Linked DNA regions of Sus scrofa: region 1 is linked to region 2. Evidence: chromatin contacts called from public Hi-C data. All regions are on one chromosome and are shown on one strand. The core of a region is the stretch at or near the end of the contact, and the rest is flanking DNA. Distances in the headings are between cores, read along the strand shown. Region 1 overlaps CALD1 (caldesmon). Region 2 holds the start of TMEM140 (transmembrane protein 140).

What was found. Hi-C and Micro-C count contacts between places; a contact is called where the count stands out from the background.
Region 1: a contact with region 2 is called in a Hi-C map of liver, with 3 times the contacts expected there. The contact joins the enhancer-like site here to the promoter of TMEM140 in region 2. A contact is called at or near these places in 1 of 5 promoter capture datasets (liver), 4 of 47 Hi-C or Micro-C datasets (liver and skeletal muscle) and 2 of 2 datasets of contacts at active chromatin or transcription factors (alveolar macrophages and skeletal muscle).

What each region holds. Positions count from the first base shown.
Region 1 is chr18:14,333,903-14,340,463 of Sscrofa11.1, reverse strand. All of the region lies in intron 3 of CALD1 (caldesmon), which reads left to right. Among named protein-coding and RNA genes, the nearest start is that of AGBL3, 72 kb to the right of the region's middle. Within about 2 kb of position 1,838, at least 10 of the 83 cell types and tissues checked have an H3K27ac peak or open chromatin away from gene starts, as enhancers often do. A contact at or near this core is called in liver, where this site is marked.
Region 2 is chr18:14,144,819-14,151,437 of Sscrofa11.1, reverse strand. It overlaps TMEM140 (transmembrane protein 140), which reads left to right and starts at 2,819. Exons shown (of 2, transcript XM_003134650.4): 1 at 2,819-3,504.

The DNA of each region.
Region 1 (6,561 bases), core at 589-3,088, 190 kb before region 2:
TTCAGCCGCAAATACCATGGCACCTCCTCGGGCCCAGTCCACGCCCTGAGCGCCCCAGGGTCTCCGCACCTCTGCGCTCGCCGCCCCCGCCCCTTCCAGCTGCAGATATGCTCGGGGGATCCGGATCGCAGGGAAGACGCAGCCTGGCCGCGCTCTCCCAGTGAGTGCTCGCTTCACCTCTTCGGTTTTCCTTCTTCTTTTTTCTTATAAAGGAATTTTGTTAAAAAGAAAAAAAAATGTAACTGTGGGAGTGGGAGGGAAGAGAAGAAATCAGGAGGCAAAGAAAGGCGGTGAGTGTGTAAGTTTCAGACCTGTATGAAACTTTTTGGTCTCAACCTGGTTGTGGTTCTGAGTGGTTTGCCTCATTTCCATTTTTATGGTGGTTTGTAGACCATTTGTGGGGGTGGGGGGTGGGGGTTATACCTAGGCACGGCTTTTCTTATTTCAAATAGCGATCTACAGAGCCTTCTGTTTCTAAAGATCTGCTGTTAATTTAGACCTGAACCCTCTTCAGGGCTCAGAGACTTTGGCTAAAGCACACATTGCCCAATCCTTACAGACAACAGCCCAAAGCCTTTAATACACTGACCATCTGACTGTGACAGAACAAGACCGCGAGCACATGCTATTGATCAGAGTGTTGTTCAGATAGCAGGCTCCAAAGTTGAGGATCCTGGAATCTTGGAATGTTCAAGCTAGAGGGGCCCCTAGGGTTGTTTGCTGTATTGCTCTGCTTCTATAGACAGGGCTGTGCACCTCAGAGGGGCAGCTCAGCTGACCCAAAACCAGAGGACAGTCAGTAGCCGGGAAGCCAGGGTCTTTGTACTCACAGGCAACAGCCCTTTTCACGATGGCGTTTATGAGGTTTGGAAAACTCGCTGGATCTTGGAAAAAGGTACCGCACAAGAGTAAGAACACCAGATGGCCTTTCAGTAAATCTGTCCCATTTTAGGGAGTTTTGGCATGGATTCAGCATGACAATTGTTGTTCCAGTTGTTCCAGCATTTGTGCAACAGTTCGCCAAATAAACAGGAACTCAACGGGGTCCTAAAAATGAGACCCATGTCCACTTATATTAGCAAATCTCTTGGGTGACAGTTTCTGTGAGTGTGAATGCGCAAAAGGCTGTTGGAGGTAATCTATACAGTCCTGAGGTTATCATAGTGGTTGGGGGTTTTTACTTTTTTGGCAATTTACTGTTACAGATCATTCTGTTACGTAAAGGAGGTATTCTGATTTTGGGGGTGGTTTTGTATCTAGAGCTTCTCATTTGATTGCAGACCCCAGTCAACGCCCATTCCTCACCCCCAACCCACCCCCCCGTTGCTCTCTATTGCCCCCAACCCTATTACTCCACCAGAACTTCTTTGCAATCCTAGGTCTCCGTGGAATTTTAGAAACCCCATTCTTGTAATGCCTCCATTTCAGAAAAGGAAACCAAGGCATGTGGAGTGAGGGGCTTGTCCAGTGTTCACAACTGGCCAACCACAGAGCTTAGAAGGAAGGCAAAGAGGCCAGTGGGGGGAGGGGGTGCGAATTCCAGCTTCTGTTTTTTTTTTCCTACTCCATCATGCCCACGATCTATCAGTTTACTTTCTCCGTGTCTCTCCACTCACTCTGTCATTCCCTGAATTTCAGCAGTTATTGCCTCCTACCTAGACGATTGCAGTTGCCTTCTATCTGGTCTTGGCTTCAGGCTCTCTCCCCTTTCCAGTCCTGTCCCATCTCGCCCTCCTGTCCCTCAGCTTTGAAGACAGAGCCCACTCTCCTCAACATGGCATTCGAGGTCTCCACAGTCTGTCTGCCTTTAATAGCCCTTCCCATTTGGACCTCCCCCTGCTCTGACCAAATCACGTCACTCGCTGGTTCCCAAACTCATGTCCAAGCCACCTTCCTTCCTTGGCTCACTCTTTCCTCTGTGGGGAACACTCCGTGCGCCTTAGTTTCCTCGTCTGAAATGGAGGCATTCAACAAGACTGGGGTTTCTGAAGGGTTCCACGGAGACCAACGAAGTTTTGGTGGAGTGGGTAGGGCGACATGGAATAGAGAAGAGGCAGGGTGGCATAGAAGTGAGCAATGCGGGTTACAGTAAACATTAGAGGCTCAGAGTTCTTGTTGTGGCTCAGCAGTCGTAAACCTGACTAGTATTTCAAGAGGCTGCAGGTACGATCCCTGGCCCTCCTCAGTGGGTTGAGTATCCGGCGCTGCAGTGTAGATCGCAGATGTGGCTTGGATTTGGCGTGGCTGTGGCTGTGGCATAGGCTGGCAGCTGCAGCTCTGATTCAACGCCTAGCCTGAGAACTTCCATATGCGACAGGTACAGCCCATAAAATGAAAAATTTTTAAAAACAAAAGGAAAGAAATTAGAGGCTCTAGCTTACCTGTTCCTGACTTCCTTTCTGTCCTTCAAGGTCCTGATCAAATGCTACTTTCCACCACAAGACTTCCTCAGCTCCCCTTTTCTCTCCACACTAATAACTTTTGCCTATCCTTCTGTTTTTCACCTTGAACTAAAGTTAAGTGAGCATCGGTGAGCTTGCTTGTCCTCCTGCAATAAATGGGAATTCATTTGAGGGCAGGGACTATTTTGAATCTCTGAACCTTCAACTTCTAACATGGTACCAATGCTCAGAAAATATCCATTAGCATTCCCATTATTGGATAAACCAAACTCAATTCATCTAAGTTCACTTTTCACTGGACTCATTTGAACACACAAAGCTTCTGCACCTTCTGCTTAGGAAGAAGTATTAGGTTAAATGCCAAAACAGATGCCCAACAAAATGAGTTCTAAATTCCTTTCCATTTGCATCAGATAATTTATTTCAGTTTCATCACCTACAGAGCAAGACTGACAGTGTTTTTTTTATGAGGTGCATTAAAATTCCTGAATGCCAAGACCTACCCAGAGCCATGTTATTTTCAGGGGTAGGTGTGAAAGGCTGTTCAGTTCTTTAGTTTTCAGGGTGTTGCTTAATTTGTTTCTGGTAAGATTATTGAGAGATTCTGTCACTTGCAGTCTAATATCTTCACCACTTCCATACTTTCTCATTTTCCCAAAGCCTTAGTGAAGTCTTCTTGAGTCAGGATTTTGGATTTCTTGTAAATAGCCATGCTTTTGTCCATTAAGAGTTAAATTTCTCATAAGGTGTGCTTTTATATATCCTGAGGATGAAAAAGTTTTGTTCCTGTGACATATTTTGTAACAAATGTGGAAGGGGATATAAATTTTTAAACCATGGAATCAAAGAAATGTAGGAAATTATTTAGTTCATCCCACTGGTTTTCTGAAGAAACTAAGTTAAAAACATGTCAGGGGAATAAATGACTGGCATAATTATCCAAGATACAGAAAGGGTACATGTACCTATATTCAGATTTGTAAAAAGTTTAGGAATAGCTGTTTTTTTTCAGTCTTCTTGGTGAATGTAGCATTACAATTTTCCAGCATGTTAAAGTTTTAAAAAATTCAATGAAAACCATATATTTCCTTCTCCCTAATAAATATCACATTTGAAACACTTCCTAATTGCTGTGAATTGTCATTATGAATATAGTTATTTAAATCATGCAGTGAAACAGTGGTATCTCCGAGGCTGCAGCTCCCATCCAAAAATGGTCCAATTATTGTTTGATGTCTTCCATCTTCTTATTTATGTATTTTATCTTTCCTAATTAGTCTTAAGGCATCCAGCTCTAGCAGTTCCACTATCTATTCTGCTGTAGCCAAGGCTATCAAGAAACCTCCTTTGTTAGAATTGTGTTCACAGGAAAAGTCCCCAGTCTGGGTAGAGGAGCAGTGAGGAGCCTTCTTTCCTGCAGAGTCAAAGGCGTGTGCATTTTGTGACTGTTGGTTTGTATAACAAACTGGCCATTTTTACTCCTTTGGGGTTCAAAGATTGGCTTTAAATGATTGACTTTACTGGACCTCTTATCTGGTTAAGGGTAAAATTACTCCTTGCTGTTAATGAATCAAAAACTAAGAACAAGTGGCAGAGAAACATGTACTTGTGCTTTTTGTGTGGGGGGCACTCCGTAAATGGCATTGCTGAACTGCCGCTGCAGTGGTGTCTGCCCCAGATCTTAATGGAGGTAGTCTCAACTTTCTGCATATGTCTCCTGGCTACCTGGCCACAAGCACACTGGCTGGCCTTTCTTTCCTTCCCGATTGATGCTATTTGCATTGTTCACTCTTCTTCTGCTTACCTTTGACCTATCCCTATCCTTGACATGAGCCCACACTTCATGCTGCTTCTCACATCCACCCCAGTCCCCCCAGAATGGCTTTGCAGAAACACATGTAGCTGTGGCAAGAGGAATGGGGACTGCCCCCTGGAAGCCAATTCGCCCCTGGCATTTCTAATCAGACCAGTGTGGATGCCTTTTTCCCGTAGAAATGCGGCTTCAGTTCTCAGCACTGGTTTCAGATACATCCTGCGTTTTAAAAGGTGATTGAGGGCTGACCTGAGATCCCAACTGCCGTGTATAATAGTGTTTGAAGTTCCAAAAACCAATTTGCAAATTAAGGTTTTGGAAACAGCTTTTTATAAACGTAGGACTGCCTGAATTCCTTTCCAAGCCTAATTGAATTTTTAAGAGGAGCCTTTAAAAATCTGTAAACCTCATTCATTTCCATGCATTCATTCAACAAATATTCATTGAGGGTTTCCTGTGCTGGTTAGTGCTGTTGGACTAGGCACTAAGAACATAAAAAAGAACAAACACAGGCTCTGGCGTCAAGATTATCTAGTCTTTCACCCTCCCACCCACCGCAGCAGTCTTTCTTCTGCCTCCCCCCACACCCACCACCTAACAGACACACTTCTCCAGGCCCTTTTAGGCTGATCAGAGTTGTTTTCCTGTTTTCTCTTTCCCTCTGATCCTCTGAAAGAAACACACGTTTTTTTAAACTTATACTTAAGTATAAACTTAAAATATAATAAACCTAATTTTATTTAATGACTCAGTATTACATACATGTATACACATATATGCATATATATGTTTGAACCAGTACTTCACAAAACAGTGCTCACTCTTGCTATGTATAACGCCTTCTGATACGTTCTTTTTTCAAGTTGTACTACACATTTTTTTTCCGCTTTGTTGAGGTATAACTGACAAATAAAATTGTAATATACTTAAAATGTGCAGTGTGATGATCTGCTAGATCTACATCTTGTGAAAGGATTTCCATCATTAATGAACACATTTATCACCTCTTGTATTTACCTTTTTTATTTATTTCTTTTTTTGGTGAGAACAAAGAAGTTCTACTCTCCTAGCATTTTTCAGTTGATAACAGTACTATGTTATCAACTATAGCCAGCATGTTAGAATTAGATCCTTAGCCTTTATTCATCTTGTAACTAGAGTGTTGTGCCCTTTTACTAGCCTTTCCCTATTTCCCAGGCCCCCAGCTCCTGGCAACCACCATTCTAGTTTAACCTTTTTAATTCCGCATATAAGTGATACCATGCAGTATTTGTTTTTCTCTGGCTTGTTTCACCTGCCCTCCAGATTCATCCATGTTGTTGCAAATGGCATTAATTTCTTTCTTTCTTTCTTTCTCTTTCTCTCTCTTTCTTTCTTTCTTTCTTCCTTTCTTTTGGCCATACCTATGGCATGTGAAGTTCCCAGGCCAGGGATCAGACCCAAGCCACAGCAGTGACAATGCCACATCCTAACTGCTAGGCCGCTAGGGAACTCAGAATTTACTTCTTTTTAAAGGCTAGATAGGGAGTTCCCGTTGCGGTGCAGTGGAAATGAATCTGACTGGTATCCACGAGGACGTGGGTTTAATCCCCGACGTCGATCAGTGGGTTAAGGATCCGGCATGGTCGTGAGCTATGGTGTAGATCGCAGACGCGGCTCGGATCTGGCATTGCTGTTATTGTGGCATAGGCCGGCAGCTGTAGCTCCGATTAGACCCCCAGACTAGGAACTTCCATATGCTGTGGATGCAGCCCTAAAAAGGAAAATAAAATGAGACTGGATAATATTCCATATTATTATGTATATATTATAGATGTATACCATTCCATATTTTATGTATGTTTATCTATCTGTCCTTCTATTTCTGTTTATTCATTGATGAATACATAGGCTGTTTCCATACCTTGGCTATTGTGAGCAATGCTGCAATAACAAGACAGTAGAGATACCTCTTTGATATAATGATTTAGTCTTGCCCTCTGATATTTTCTATTTTTTTATTTTATCAAAAAATGCTAAGTCATAACCTACTAAGTAGCTTTCAGAAGCTTCAAACTAAAGTTTGAAAACCATTAAATATATTACATAATCTTGGTATCCCTGCCCCTGCTTTTCACAGCAGCTTAGGAAGCCATGCTAGCCAGTGACCACACTGGCTGCCTGCTCCAGGGACCCTGGAGGTTTAAGGGGAGGCTTTTCAGGTGGGCCTCAGAAGGTCTGGATCCTGGTCCAGCTCCTTCAGAAGGCAGCACTGTGATCTCCAGGAAGCCCCTTCATCTCACTGCCATGCAGTATGCAATGGAGATGCTTATGCTTGCTCAGTGTAACTTGTAAGAGCATCCAGTA
Region 2 (6,619 bases), core at 1,570-4,069:
TCTGAAATTTGTCATTTTGGTTTGTTCCTAATATTCTTTGCTATTTAGATGTCTTTAGATTTTATGTGGTTACAACTTTTCCCTTCAAAAAACAACAAAGGGGCAGAGATCCAGTCCCAGCACTGCAGCCTGAGAAAAATCCACAATCCACTCCGTAGAAAGAATACCAAAACTGGTTTAAAAACATTGTAAGTCTTTAGAAATTGTCCTAAGGACATATAACAAGTGAAGAAATATTCATTCAAGAAAATCTACTACATCCCAGTAAGAGCCCTGAAGCCACAGCCCATTTCTCCCTTCACCCCTGTTCAGCAGGAGGGCCACTCCTCTCAGAAGTGTCACTCTAGAAGAAGTGGGTCACTGTCCCCACCCTTAGCTCCACCGAGGTGGCTCAGTTTTCCCCAGGAGGTGAGGCATTCCATAAGAATGGAGAGTTGTGACGTTCTCTTCCCCTAAACTGATCTGTGTGGAAGACAGTACGGAGAAGTTCAAGTCTAAGGGTGCTGTCACAAACACTGGCGATTTTGGTGGTTGGCCATTAAGAGGAGGCTAGAAGCTCGACAAGAACAACAAACTGAACCAGAGGACCACTGTGTTGCCAGAGGGCACCGGAAAGAGATGGCTAGAAAGACCCCCTCCTGGGGTTTAAAGAAAAAAAAAAAATTAGACTTTCAGTAAAAAGTAGCAAACCAGGAGTTCCCATCCTGGCGCAGTGGTTAACAAATCCGACTAGGAACTATGGGGTTTGCGGGTTCGATCCCCGGCCTTGCTCAGTGGGTTAAGGACCCAGCGTCGCCGTGAGCTGTGGTGTAGGTCAGACACGGCTCGGATCCTGCATTGCTGTGGCTCTGGCATAGGCCGGCGGCTACAGCTCCGATTAGACACCTAGCCTGGGAACCTCCATATGCCGCGGGAGTGGCCCAAGAAACAGCAAAAAGACAAAAAAAAAAAAAAAAAAAGTAGCAAACCAGACACAATTTAAGTTTGCTCCTTCTCAAAAACCCATTCAAATAATAATTTTATTTTTTAAGACAAAGCTGCAAAGATTAGGAGCAGAGGCCACTTTAGAAGCTAGAAAGCAGAATGGCTTAAACTTCTCAACGTCTAATGAAAGCCAGAAGACTGAAAGAAAGCTTTCGAAATTATAAAGGCAAGTTACTTTTAACCTAAAATTCTATGTTCTTCTAGCTTTGACCAAATTTAAGCATAGAAGAATAAAGAATAAATCTAGAAAAGTCTTCGATGAAAGAAACACTGAGGCAGGAGGTAATGGGCCCCAGGATAGACATTTGCAACTAGCCTCTTGTTTACACTCCCTGAGGCAGGAGACAGGTGGGCTCCAGGACAAACATTCACAACCAGCCACCTGTCTATACTTCAGATAGAAATAACACAGGCCCAGGGCAAATAAGTGGTACTTGTCTTCTGTGAACTTGTTAAACAAAGACTCAAAAGGGGGCTGAGCCCTGCTTGGACAATGAACTAAGAGGTCACGTCCTCCCCATCCTCAGGGTCAGGGAGACCCCAACTACACATGCACAGAGAGAGACCCCTCTGGGTCAGAGACGGAGGAGGCGTCAGCCCATAATAAGGCTGGATAACCTTCCCGCCATGCTCTGCTTTGGAACCCATCTGGTCCAAAAGACACGCACGCAGATCAGGGGAGGGCCCTGGGTCTGGTAGGTGTAAAAGGTGAAACAAGGTAATTGGCTAAAGGGAGACAAAGACCCGGAAGAACTACCCTAAAATAAGTGGTCAAAGTCACCTCTGCTCCTCACTGAGGGGTCGCCCGCACCCGCACCCCCTTTGGGTGCCTACTACTGTTTGCGTCTGCCTTCGACAAATAGCCTGATTCTCTGCATTTCTGTGCTCTCCCACACATGGTACCGTGTTTCTAACAATAAGCTTTATACCTATTTTTACAGTCTTTGCCTCCTTGAAACATTCTTGTTTTGACAGATTATGTCTGAAACAGAAAAATCAAGAAGTACCATTATAAGGATGTTGCTTATAGAACTGTGGTAAATACCTAAAGAATCAGCTATAAGAGGTGAGGTGCTTCTTGCCCTGGAGGAGAGAAGAGGACAGTGTGGGACTGCTGTTTTCCATAATGAACTCTGAAGAATTCTTTGACTCTTGCAAAACTATGTGCATTCTAACTTCAAGCGCATTCCAACTTGGTATGCTTCTGTCTCTTCTATACTGTGTGACTCATTCACCAGTGTTCAGTTTTCAGTGACCAGTTTATATGAGCACCAAAAAGTTAATACTGTCTTGGCCTTGAAGGCACTATTATGAAGGCTGGACTTCTGCTTTAAATAATAACAGCTACTATTAGTATGTGCCCAGTACTGTACGGAGAACGTTCACGTATCATCCCCAATTTCTACAACAGCCATGCGAAACAGACATTGTTTCCATTTTACAGACGAGAAACTGATGCTCCCAGAGGGCAAATAATGCGCTCATCTGCAGCAGAACTCCCAGATCCCGAAGTTTCTGTTCTTTCTTTCTATTAGATCACATGCCTTCTTTCTAGGGTTTGAGTTTTCAAAGAACTACAAAGGGGGGGGGGTGTAGCACAAAGTGGGGGCAAACATATCAAACACTCCAAAGAAGCCCTTTGCCCAAAGGTCACAGAGGGGAAGAGGACCCCTGAAGGATTCAGCAATGTTACCGGGTCGCTGTCTACTGACACAACCGAGCTTAACCCAAATTGGAATTTCCAGCTGGTCATGTGAGCACAGAAAGCAATTTTTAAACTCTGGCCAGGAGTCCCTCTGATTACAAAAATAAAAGCTCCGTTCTGCTCTTATTTTGAAACAAGAGATGTTCCAGCTGCTCCAGCAAGGGCCTGAGCACCCCTGTGAGGACGCTAAAAAGACAAGGTTTTGTGTCCAGAGGTGCCCCGTCACCCTACAAGCTGATTTCTGAAAGGGCGGACTGAGGCATATCTGCTTCCCATGGGGGTGACCTGGGTCTGGGACCTTAGGCCGGATGATCGTGAAGGTCCCTTCTGAGTAAGACTCCAGGGTGTGTTTATCCGGGTTTAAAACATTGGGAGCTTTGAGCGTGTGCTGGCTTGTTTCCTTTCTGGAATTCTCCTGGGATATAATCAAGACGCTTACCTGGCTCTTTAAGTCAACTGTCTGGTCGACTCAGGTGTGGGTGAAGCATAAGGTGTGGGGAACAGCAGGGTTGTTTACATTCCTTGCTTCTGAAAAGTCACACGGGCCACCGGCAAGAAATGAAAGTGAAATCAGGGGACAGTGTCACCAGTCAGCACAAACGTGCCAGAGTTCAGAGAGCTGTTTACTTAGGCACAACTGCGCCTGCCAGCCGGTCATAAGCTCGGGGCTGCGTGCATCTGCCGCTCCCCTCTCCGCTGCCCCGGGTCTGGAGCCTGCCTTTGGGAAGCCGGCGACAGAGATCGGACAGTCAACCGAACCTGATTTCCTGCTCCTCCTCTTAGGAGCCTTGTGTGGGTTCTGCATCTTCTTGTTTGTAAGTACCTACCCTGTATGCCCCCGTGGCTCGCCCAGACCCCTGCTGCTCCGTAAGAAGGCTACTTCCCTCTCAGACCTGGCAGCCGCGCCAGGGGCCCAGGAATGACTGGCAGCCGGGCGTGGGACCCTCCCCCGTGCACCGTGTGCACTCCGATCCCTTCAGCATCACCCTGTGCGCCTCTGGCCTCAAAATGGTGCAGGTGATGCCAGGGCAACTGGTTAGAAACGCGGGGGAGAAGAGCGGGCGGCAGGGTCTTGCACACGGTCTATACAAAACAGTCCGGGGCGTGTGAAGTGGACTCTTCATCAGAAATAGGTGGCCAGACACAAGCGGAGCACTGACGCACAGCAGCTAAACCGGTAGTCACAGAAACTCTGAGTCCTTAAAACATGCCCTGTGGATTAAGATGGTCAGAAAGACCTGTGTCCTTGACTCAGAAAGAAGACAACAGCATCCAAGAGATTTTTAGACCCTGTGTTATGAGCAGACACTGCTTCTCACGCCTCGATGGAAATTCATGGCGGGATTTTAGTTCTGTTGGTGCAGAAAGACTTTTTCTTTTTTTAACATGGGCTTGTTTCTCTCATTTCCAGCAGGCTTCTTCTCTTATAAAATCAAAGGCTTCTTTGGGAAGAGATGAATATATGTATATATGTGATTCTGTCTTTCCTTCCTCCCTCAGGACAACTGAAGTGCATTTCTCAGTGTCTCCTTTCTCAACACTCTTGCCAACTAACCCTCTGCTTTATTTACCTACCAAGATTGTTTCTTTTCTAAATTTCACTTTTATGTAAATCGAACATGATTCTGGAAATATTTCTCATGCAAAAGGAAGAATGCTTGCCTCTAATGCCCAGAGGTCTCGGGGCTAACATTAACCTTTCAGAGCGTTTCCTTGGTCTCTTTCTTGGCAGTCCTACCATACAGTGTGATTTTAGACCTGGTTTTTCTAAAGGCTACATGGCGTTTTGTTATCTTGGTATGTTATAAGTTAAGTCTAATGTTGGGCATTCAAGTTGTTTCTCATTTTATGCCAAAGTCATAGTGTGATGACCATTCCTATACATAAATCATGATTGCATTTCTGGTTGCTGCCTTAGGGCAGACTCGTAAGTGGAATTACTTGGCCAAAAAGATCGGATGAGTTTCAGGAGTTGGGGTGCCTTTTGCCATACAGCCTCCCAGGAAGTTTGTAGGAATTTCCACACCATCACTGCATGAAAATGCTGGTATTACGGCACTCTTGGTATCAAGCATTTTTATCTACAGCTTTGATAAGGAAACCCAGAGGGTATTTTACTTGGCATGTCTTTGATTACCTTACATAAGCTATAGACTTTCTTTCATGTTAATTAATGTGATATGGTGACTCATAATAAGAAATGCATATTTGGTTTTTGTCCCCATTTCTGGCACAGACCTCCTAAAACCCTTGGAACTTCCTAAGTGATAATGGAGGTAAAGGTGTCTTTTTTATTCAACCCCTTTCAGCCACCCCGAGTTTGTTAAGGACTTGACTTTTGGAAAGTCCCCGAGGATGGGGCTGGTTGCCAGGAGAAACAACCATGTGATGAGAGGGATGAAACGTTCAGCCCCGACCCACCCCCAGCGTCTAGTGGGGTGAGCGAAGCTAGAGATTGAGTTCCATCACCAATGACCCCTGGTTCCAGCAATCATCCCTAAAATACAGACTTCAAGAGCTTCTGGGTAGAAGAACACGCAGAGGTGCTGGGAGGGGGACAGGCCCAGAGAGGGCACGGAAAGTCCAAGACCCCCCACCCCACCCCGACCCCCATCCTCTGCCCTGTGCATCTTCCACTGGGCTGCTCCTGAGCTGTATCCTTTTATAACCAGGATTCCAGGAAGTAAACCGTTTTCCTGAGTTCTGTGAGCCGCTTTAACAAGTTAATCAGACTCAAGAAGGGGGTCGTGGGAACCTCCAAGTTAGAGCTGGTTGGTCAGAAGCACAGGAGACAAACTAGACTTGGGGGAGGTGGTGGTGGGGGAGGGGGCGGCGCTCAGCTTGTGGGACAGCCCTTAACCTGTGGCATCTGACACTGTCTCCAGGGATAGTGTCAGAATTAAGTCAAAGTGTAGGACATACAGTTGTCACAGAGAATTCCTTGGTGATGAAAAACCCTCACTTATTTGGTGGAGGGTACAAATAGGGAAAAAAGCGTTTTTTATAATTAACTCTTTTGCTTTCCTTCTTATGTGACTAACTCTTCATATCTTTGTCCATTTTTATGGGGATTAATGTTTTTCTTATCTGTTTGCATGAACATTTTTATATTAGGTTTTTAATCAGTTCATATTTGTGGCAGATATTTTCCATCGTCATTGACTTTTATTTTTTGTTTATAGAAATGTGTATTTTCAGCAGGTAAATCGATACAATTTTTTTTCTGGGTAGTTTCAATTTGCTTTTAAGCTGAGAGAATTCTGTCTCATCCATAAATCAAATATTAACCTTTCCCTATATTTTTTTTCCTTTTGTCGTTGGTTCCTTACATTTTACTGCTGGATCCACTTGGGATTTATTTTGGTTTGTGGAGTGAGATAAGGGCCTAGAATAATTTTGTTTTAAGTCATCAATTGCTCTAGTATTAGTTAAGTAAAGCCCTTTCTACCACTGAATTCTCATGCCAGTTTTATGGTGTATTAACGGCATATACATGGCTTTTCTGAGATATTCTCCCCTCTGTCTCTCCCCTCCCCTGGCCATTCTGTCCTATTTGGCCCACTTTCCCCTCAATCATTCCCCCACGGCTCCCTGGGAGCCCGACTCTGGCCTGCCTTAGGCCTCCTCAAGTGAATGACATCTCAAGTGAATTAATGTAACAAATTATCTTTAGAAGTTTAATCCTCAGATACACCGACAGCAGGGTCTCAAAGAAACTGAGATTCTGCAGGGCTTTCTTCTGGACCCCTGGGTGCACCCCGCCTCAGCAACCTCAGCCCCCTCAGATGACACGACTGAAACAATTTCGTAACACGCGAACTGTTTAGTCACTGCTCACTGGTCCTTCATGCAGGGAAAACAATCCACAGACGAGGGGAGCCGCCTCCTGGGGGTCGGGAGCAAGAGCAGCTCTCACAGAAACACAGAAAC